2 separate regions of the Triticum aestivum genome follow, and region 2 is linked to region 1. A link is a contact called in public Hi-C data. All regions are on one chromosome and are shown on one strand. Each heading gives the region's core, a stretch centred on a gene start, on an enhancer-like site or on the middle of the called end of the contact. The rest is flanking DNA. Distances are from core to core; before and after follow the strand shown.

The links. Hi-C and Micro-C count contacts between places; a contact is called where the count stands out from the background.
Region 2: a contact with region 1 is called in a Hi-C map of leaf, with 3 times the contacts expected there. The contact joins the promoter of LOC123168866 here to the promoter of LOC123164782 in region 1. A contact is called at or near these places in 2 of 5 Hi-C or Micro-C datasets (both in leaf).

What each region holds. Positions count from the first base shown.
Region 1 is chr7D:79,748,919-79,752,948 of IWGSC CS RefSeq v2.1, reverse strand. LOC123164782 (serine/threonine-protein phosphatase PP1) reads left to right here and starts at 2,172. Exons shown (of 3, transcript XM_044582352.1): 1 at 2,172-2,549; 2 at 3,957-4,030. The coding sequence starts at 2,372.
Region 2 is chr7D:79,886,122-79,890,151 of IWGSC CS RefSeq v2.1, reverse strand. It overlaps LOC123168866 (UPF0301 protein Plut_0637), which reads right to left and starts at 2,034. Exons shown (of 2, transcript XM_044586728.1): 1 at 1,682-2,034; 2 at 540-1,598. The coding sequence starts at 1,769. The coding sequence ends at 829.

The sequences.
Region 1 (4,030 bases), core at 923-3,422:
AATTAGTGGTATTGCCTATCTCCTCCTTCTCGAAGCTTGTTTCTATTATCTCACCAAAACACCTAGAGAAGAATTATCATTAATAATTGTTATTCTTCTTGTACTTTCCCCAAAGATTGGAGTATACCTATAATCAAAGAACAAAGGAGTTGCTCAATCAAGTATCTTCCAAGCCCAATTCGTACCAACAATGTTCAATGGCTTTGCACCTCTGAAATTGGTCACAGCCATCTTCAATCACCTCATGGCAGAAGAACACAACACACATCATTAGTACTATGATATGGGGGCTACAGATCTTAAAGTTACATGTAGCCAAATTTATGGCATAAAAAGCTGAACCAATCATCTCCACTTCCGGATTACAACTCTGGTGTGTACGAATCTCACCTCTGCCTACTAAAAAGTCATTGAAATCATGGTACTGGTAGCAGAAAAAATGCATTCTCTTCTCGATCGCACTAAGCCTATGACTAACTCTACTGGTTGATAGCAACCACTGATATTGGGCTAACAAAATCTTGTCCCAAGCAATCCATTGAACTTGTATAGAGAAGATCCGCCGTTTTAGGGACGCTGCTGGCAGGGAAACTAATTCATAATTCAGTTTGCATGCATTTACCAAGAGTGAACTATTTAGCAGACGACCATTCCCAGTAACGCTGCTTACAGATAAGCTAAAGCAAATTAATTATTCAGACAAATCAGTCATGATCGGTATTTATTTTGGTTAATTCCAATTAGTGCCAAAAAAATGAATCTTCAGAAAAATATATGCAGGTTACGTTTATCACACCAGAAAGAGTGCGAGACTGTTATGGATCCGGTTGTGCTCGGAACGTCGGTGATCTGGTTGCCGCCGAGCACATACCTCTCCTCCTCCTCGACATCTGTCGCCGCCTCTACTGCCATGACATTGGGCCTGGTCATACCTCCCCTGTACTCTCTTAGTCCTTTATGCTCTCTCACGTTGTAAACACAGCAGCAACATCTCGGACCAAAGCAGAGGAGAAATATAATAAAAGCAGTGGCCTATACCTGGTGGTTGGGGGCCTGATGGATGCAGAACTGGGAGGATGGATCTCGCGGCTCGCGGGTGGATGGACTGGGCGGCGATGGTGGCCACCGGCTCGATGCAGCGGCACACGGTGTGACGGAGTGCCATCCTTGGACCTGGCTCGGCGGCGGACGCTTTCAGCCCGTGCGGCCTGGGCTACGACGTGTACCTTGCGAAGGGCACTGAGAAACGGCGCCGCGGCGCACGAGGAAAGGAAGGTGGGGGCTGCTCCGGTTGGGGCTCGACACTAGCGACCAGCCTGGATCTGAGAGAGAAGGGGCCGTGTATGAGGAGATGAGTGGATGGCGGCACCCAACCGTGGCCTGCGGCAGGGCCTTGACCGGCGTGATGGAAGCGTCCTTTGGGAGGTCGAGAATCGATGGAGGCGGTGGCGACTGTCTAGGATGAGCGGCGCGCGTGCGGAGAGAGGGCTACGGCGTGGGTGGGATAGGCAGAAAAGGAGGTGGGTTCAGTTGGAAAAAAATCAAGGAACTTGTCCTTCAATCACGAAGGGACGTGCGTTCGTGGGTTGTGTTTATTTTTTATTTTTGGTTTGTTTCCTCGAGCGAGGATGAGAATTGTCGGTACAAAGGATGCGGGAGGTGGGATCGAAGGAGGTCGAACCGAACCATCATGACGTTCGATCCTTCTTTAATACTCCCTCCGTTCCATAATGTAGTGCCTATAGATTTTCTGAGAAGTCAAACTTTGCAAACTTTGATCAAGTTTGTAGAGAAAAATATTTATATCTACAATAGCAAAAATATATAATGTGAAACTACATCTTATGATGAATCTAGTGATATATGTTTCACACTTTAGATGTAAATATTTTTCTCCACAAACTTGGTCAAAGTTTATGAGGTTTGACTTTTCAAAAAATTTATAGGCACTACATTATGGGACGGAGGGAGTAGTAGATCGAAGGGACATTTCAAAATTTGTTACTCCTAGCTCTCTAGATGACGAGGACAGGCCGTGCCGACCGGGCTCTAGCCCTAGAGCCAGTCCAAGTCAGTGACACGCCCGGCCCTGACTGCCGCCCTCCGCGGCTTCGGTTTCCAAACCACGCAACAATAATATCTCGACCCACCCCCACCCCACCCCCCGCTCTCGCCTCTCTACGCGTTTTCTTTCCGTTGCCCCCTCCCTCCCTCCCTCCCCTCTCCACCCGTCGGCTCGGGCGGAACCAAATAGGCACGCACGGCTAGGGTTTATCCAGCCGCCCGCCGCCGCCGCCCCGCCCGCCCGCCGCTTCCCGCGGCCGCCCGACCAGGGCTTACTCTCCCCTACCCACCACCGAGGCGCCGGGCCATGGACGCGGCGGCGCTCGACGACGTGATCCGGCGACTCCTGGAGGCGCGCGGCGGGCGGACGGTGCGCCCCGCGCAGCTCTCCGACGCGGAGATCCGCCGCCTCTGCGCCGCCGCCAAGGACGTCTTCCTCAGCCAGCCCAACCTCCTCGAGCTCGAGGCCCCCATCAAAGTCTGCGGTAAGGCGCCCCCCTTCCTGCCTAACCTGTTCCCCCCCCGCGTGCGTCAATAGCTTTCCGCTCCGCCGTAGGCCGCCTTGCGCCGTGCCATGTGCGGCTGCTTCGTGCGTGGCGACCCGCGCCTCTGGATGCTTTCGAATTCGGCCTGCCCGTGATGGCTCTTCTTTGCTAAGTTAATTTAGGCGTCCCCGTGGTCTGAAGCCGCTGCTTTTAGTTTTGCTTGGTGGTATAGGAATTCCTGCTACCTTCTGGTGAAAGGAAGTTCTATTGGGTTCGCTGTTCTAGTATAGCATCTTGGATTGAACAGATGTTCTCTCCGGGGAGGCTGAGCGAGCTGTCTGTACGATTCATCTTCCTCTCATGTTTTTCGTTGACCTGCTGATGAATTCGTCGGTCTTGAGAGAAGCGTGGCAGAGCTTCTGGAGTTTGATTCTGAATGTCAAACCTCAAATCGCTTTCTGGTCTTCATTTCTTTATTATATATAAAAAACGGTGCTAACTGCTAAAGCTCTTCGTGGCGACATGTTTCTTTTACCAATACAGTACTACTATATTAGCACTTAACGACTGTCTTGTTCATACTATTAGAGAAGTGAACAGATTAAGCTATGGCTTTCCCCAACAGAAAATAAACACGGCAGTTGAGCAACGTGTATCCCTTCACTTGAAAGCCCATGAAACTTTCTGTAGCAGCAGTGCAGCACACTTTATCTAATCTTGACAAGTTGACTTGTTTTGAGTCCTATGAATTGTTTCTACGGATTCTGGGTTTTTAAAAGGGGAGAGTGAGACCCTGTTCATTCATTTTTCCTCAGCCAGCATGCACGGAACATACATGAATGCCTCAGAATGCATGTTTTACCCCATAATCTCAGTTGCAGTGTGATACTTGTCAGCCACACACACATGGATCCATTCCAGATTATGAAACTGCTGCTGCAGTGGGGATGGTACTGGAGTCCACAGATTCCAAGCTGGAGCAGATAATCTGTTTGCACCAAATTGCAAAATCCAGATTGTGTTCGTTTATTTCGGGTATTTGCAGCTGAGCTGAATGTAGTTTTGTTAAGTGGGCATAGTTTCTTGTAACATTTCGAATTGGCTTCCTCTAGTATATGATTGGTATTTAATTATTTATATGTCCAGCTGAAGGTATAGCTTTATAATGTAAACAGTACCATGAACAGACTAATTTCCCACGTTGTGTACTGTGTTAGTGTGTTGAGTGCATGTTATATTAGCAGGTATATATTATACCACAGTTTTTTTTTCACGAATAGACTCCTGATTTACCTCAGGATTAATATTGCAAACTCTGTTGCCAAATCTGCCGTCTGAATTTACAACAATATGATGATTTAGAAGTACGTTTGGCATTTAACTGATATGCTATTTACTCACTGACAGGGGACATCCATGGCCAATATTCTGATCTTCTTCGATTATTTGAGTATGGTGGTTTCCCACCGGAGGCGAACTAT
Region 2 (4,030 bases), core at 785-3,284, 140 kb before region 1:
TAGGGCATATTTCCAACATCATGTCCCAGCGCGCGCAGCTAGGGTCTATGCCCATCAGATCTAGGAGAAAGTACAAAAGGTAGCGCTGCCACTGCCGACGGCCACACGGCGGTAAACTGGTCCCACCACAAGGAATCTAACCATCTGAGCTACGCTCGGCTCTCCCTCTTTATTCCTTATAGTATGTCTCCATGTTAAGTGACACTTTCAAGCTCTAAATGGTAATGGTTGACAATGCATGCCATAGTCCACCTCAGAAAATTATGCAAAATACAAGGTGTTTTTATTCTGTTGATACTCTCTCCATTTTAAAACACATTGCATATTAGCTTTGTCTTACGTCAAATTTATAAAACAGATAAAATATATTTTATGATGGATCTAATGATATTGTTATGGTACTGTAGATGTTGATGCATTTTCCCCATAAATTTGGTCAAAATTTAGAGGGACAATTTTCTCAAGAATTAACTGCGAAAGAAATGTTTTAGTCAAAATCTACAAAATGGAATTGGCCGGAGACAAGATTGTATGCAGTATATTATGAAATACTCTCTTCTTTTTAAAATAAGTGCCGCTGACCTAGTACAACTTTAGTATAAAATAGTACTAAGTACACTTATCTTAAAACGGAGGGAGTACGTGGAGTAATTTACACTTCTGAGGAGAAAGTTCGAGCTTTAATCTCAGTATATGAACACGTAATGTAAGTATAAAATTATAGGGAAATTAATTATATTGTGAAGCATTTTTCACAACAAATATAATGTACAATTTCTACCTAGCAAGTAGTAGTAGTATATGCTGCCTTGCAGCAGTATCAATTAGTCACCACACCCTCCTCTTTCCGACGAGCTGCTGCACCTCCTCCCACAGCCCGCCCCCGATGCCGGTGAGCCCGAGAACGGCGGGGCTGCAGGCGGCGACACGCCACAGCCCAGCGCGCACCTCGTCGCGCAGCTGCTCCCGCTCCCACCCGCAGAACCCGTCGAAGAAGCGGAAGTCCCGCACGCCGGCGACCCCGCGCTTGACCAGCTCCGCCGCGCACCCGACGCTCTCCCGCGTGCCGTAGTGCACGCCCGGCATCACCTCCTCGAACAGCCCCGTTCGGCCCACCACGTCGTCGGCGGCACTGGCGCCCTCCCGCGGCCCAAGCAGGAAGAAGCACTCCTCCAGCGGCCCGCCGAAGAAGAGCGGGCGGCCGGAGAAGGTGCCGGCGATGTCCGCCTCCTCCGCGAAGAGGGACTGCGCCTCCTTGATGGACATGAGCGACGGCCGGTTCAGGATCACGCCGACGGGGCCGAGCACCCCGGCCGACAGCAGGAGGATCACGGTGCGCTCGAAGATGTGCGACCCGTCCAGCTTCCCCGTCGCGATCAGGAGGCACCCCTTCTCAGGCTCCACCAGCGGGTGCGCCCACTTGTCCGCGATCTTCGCCGCCGGCGCCCACGACGCCCTGAGGGCCGGGTTGACGCTCTTCGCGTACTGCTCCTTGAGGACGAGCTGCGCCCTGAACGAGCGCCAGTCGACGGCGTCCCCTGACGGCGCCGCCCAGTCCTCGGGCTCAGACGACGACGACCGCCCGTTGTTGCTGCAGCCTGGAAGCAAGCGAGGAAACCAAAAGTGAGCAAGAACTCGACGTACTGCACGCACGGGCGGAGCTAGCGAGAGATCCACTCACAGGTGACGGAGGACGAGCTGGCGCGCCTGTGGTTGAAGAGAAGGTGGAGCCTGGGCTTGGCGATTCCGGCCGGCGACGGGAGGGCCATGCTTTTGCTTTTCGAAGCTTTTTGTGCGATCCGATCACTGGTAGTGACAGGATGCGGGGGAGATCGCGGCTAAATAGGAGAATGGGATGGCCATGGCCGGAGCTTCTGCTCCACAGGTTTCCAGGGCCCCGATCCGAAGCGGATATAGCTGGCTCTTGCCAGTGCTCTTTCTCTGGTGACCTGGGCCAATGGCGACGCGAGGAGTGGAGTGACACGGCGTGGCCGACGCCGACGTGTGGGTGGTCCAGCCGCCGTTTGTGGCCACGGCTCGGCGCGGGAGGGCTGGGGATAAGAAGAGGACGGCAGCGGGGCGGCTAGCTACTTGCTGCGTGATGGGCGTGGTGCATGGGGTTGAGCTCAGCATCGACTAGTCGTCGAGTCGACCTGTGGGAGTATTGTCTTCGCCGAGCCTCGTGGGGAGGGAAGGGATGTGTGTGTGTGGCTGCCCAGCTCTGGACCAAGAGAATTTATTAAAACTATTGAAAGGAACCATTTTAATAATAATAATTATTGTTAGAATATATGAGAATGAACACAACAACGAAGGATGGCTGGCATTTATCAGCACGATCGACAAAGGATCAAGTAAGATGATCTGCGCACATGGTGTCTTTGATGGTGAAATTCTTAATCTTTTAAGTAATGAAAGCGTCATCTTTAATGAAACCAGTATCACAATTCGACCCTGACTTAATTAGGTACCGAGAAGAAAAACATAAAATGTGAGCATTCATTGCGGTATAATGTTCGCAAGGATTATATCCTTATACCTTAGACTGAATGCAACCGCTTTTGCTCTTTACAACGAACATGGCGATCTAGAAGCGAAAGTGTTGTTCTGATCTGAAGCTCATGTGAGCTCAGGTGAACAGTACAATAAAATAAAGAATAAACTAGGTTTTTTTGCGCCAAACATTGACAAATGTTTTGATTGGTTGCAAAGATGACAACATGGGAAAAAAATTGTTAGATAGACTAAGCACAGTCGAGCTATGGAAGAAGAGAACAAAAGTGGCGTGTGGTGCAATTATGCAAGTCAACTTTTGGTATGAAGCATTGAAGCAATATGATGACATTTATTCTGGTTTGTAAATGGCTCTGGTTGGTTATAGTGTATTAAGATTGCTCATAGTGGAAGTAACTTCAACAGTAACATAAGGTTTGCTTAAGTGACAATGATTTAATGAGGAGAGAGATAATTTGAGTAATACAGCTAGTTACTCATATTATGAGTAACATCGCACATACCAAGAGAAGATGAGTCTACAAGCTAATAAATAAAGTGTTGCATGACACCACACATATGTTACTCCCCACTATGGAGGTAGTAACATATGCACATTACTAGTCTAAGTTACTTCCCACTATGAGTAGTCTTAGACTAGCCACAGTGGGAGTAATTTCAGCAGTAACATCGAGTCCAACTCAGCAAATTTGCTTATGTGACAATGAGTTAATGAGGAGAGAGGTAGTTTGAGTAACTTAGCTAGTTACTGTAACATCACATGTCCCGATGCAATATGAGTCTATAACCTAATAAATGAAGCTTTGCATGACACCACACTTATGTCATTACCCACTATGAAGGTAGTAACATAGTCTAGGGATATGTGTATGTTATTAGTGTATGTTACTCTCCATTGTGGTTAGTCTTAAGGCCTCTTCCAATGCACAAGTATTGTGCTAAGCATATTTAAAGAGTTTAGAAATTAAATTCCCCAATGCATAGATGCTTAATGTAGCTAATAAGCTCCCTTCATTGAATGATTTAGCTACTAAACTCTTTCATCCATTGGCGAGCTTCCTACATTTAAGTGTTTTGCCTACGTTCACGTGCTTCGCATTGTATCTTTCTAGGGTCACCAACATGCTCTCTCTCCTCTTTAATTTTTTTTTGCGGGAACTCTCTCCTCCTTAATTGTTTTGCCATGCCATTTTTCGCTCAGGTGGCATGCTTAGCATCTATACACCATGAAGCGTTGTGAAGGGCATACTAGTTTATGTTTGGGAGGTTTAGAATGTAATCGATGCAATGATGCAAATTCTTTTTCATATTTAAGTAAACTCAATAATACTGTTGTGTGTCGACCTCTGATCTCTGTTACGGTTATATTGTTACAGTTTTTGCACATCATAAAAAATTGTGTCTGACATGCTATGAGTTTTTATAAGACTGGTGTTTGTCCTATTTATATAGATGAAAAAAGTGTTCTTGTTAAAAAAAATAGATTCTATCTCCATCCCATAATATAAGAGCATCT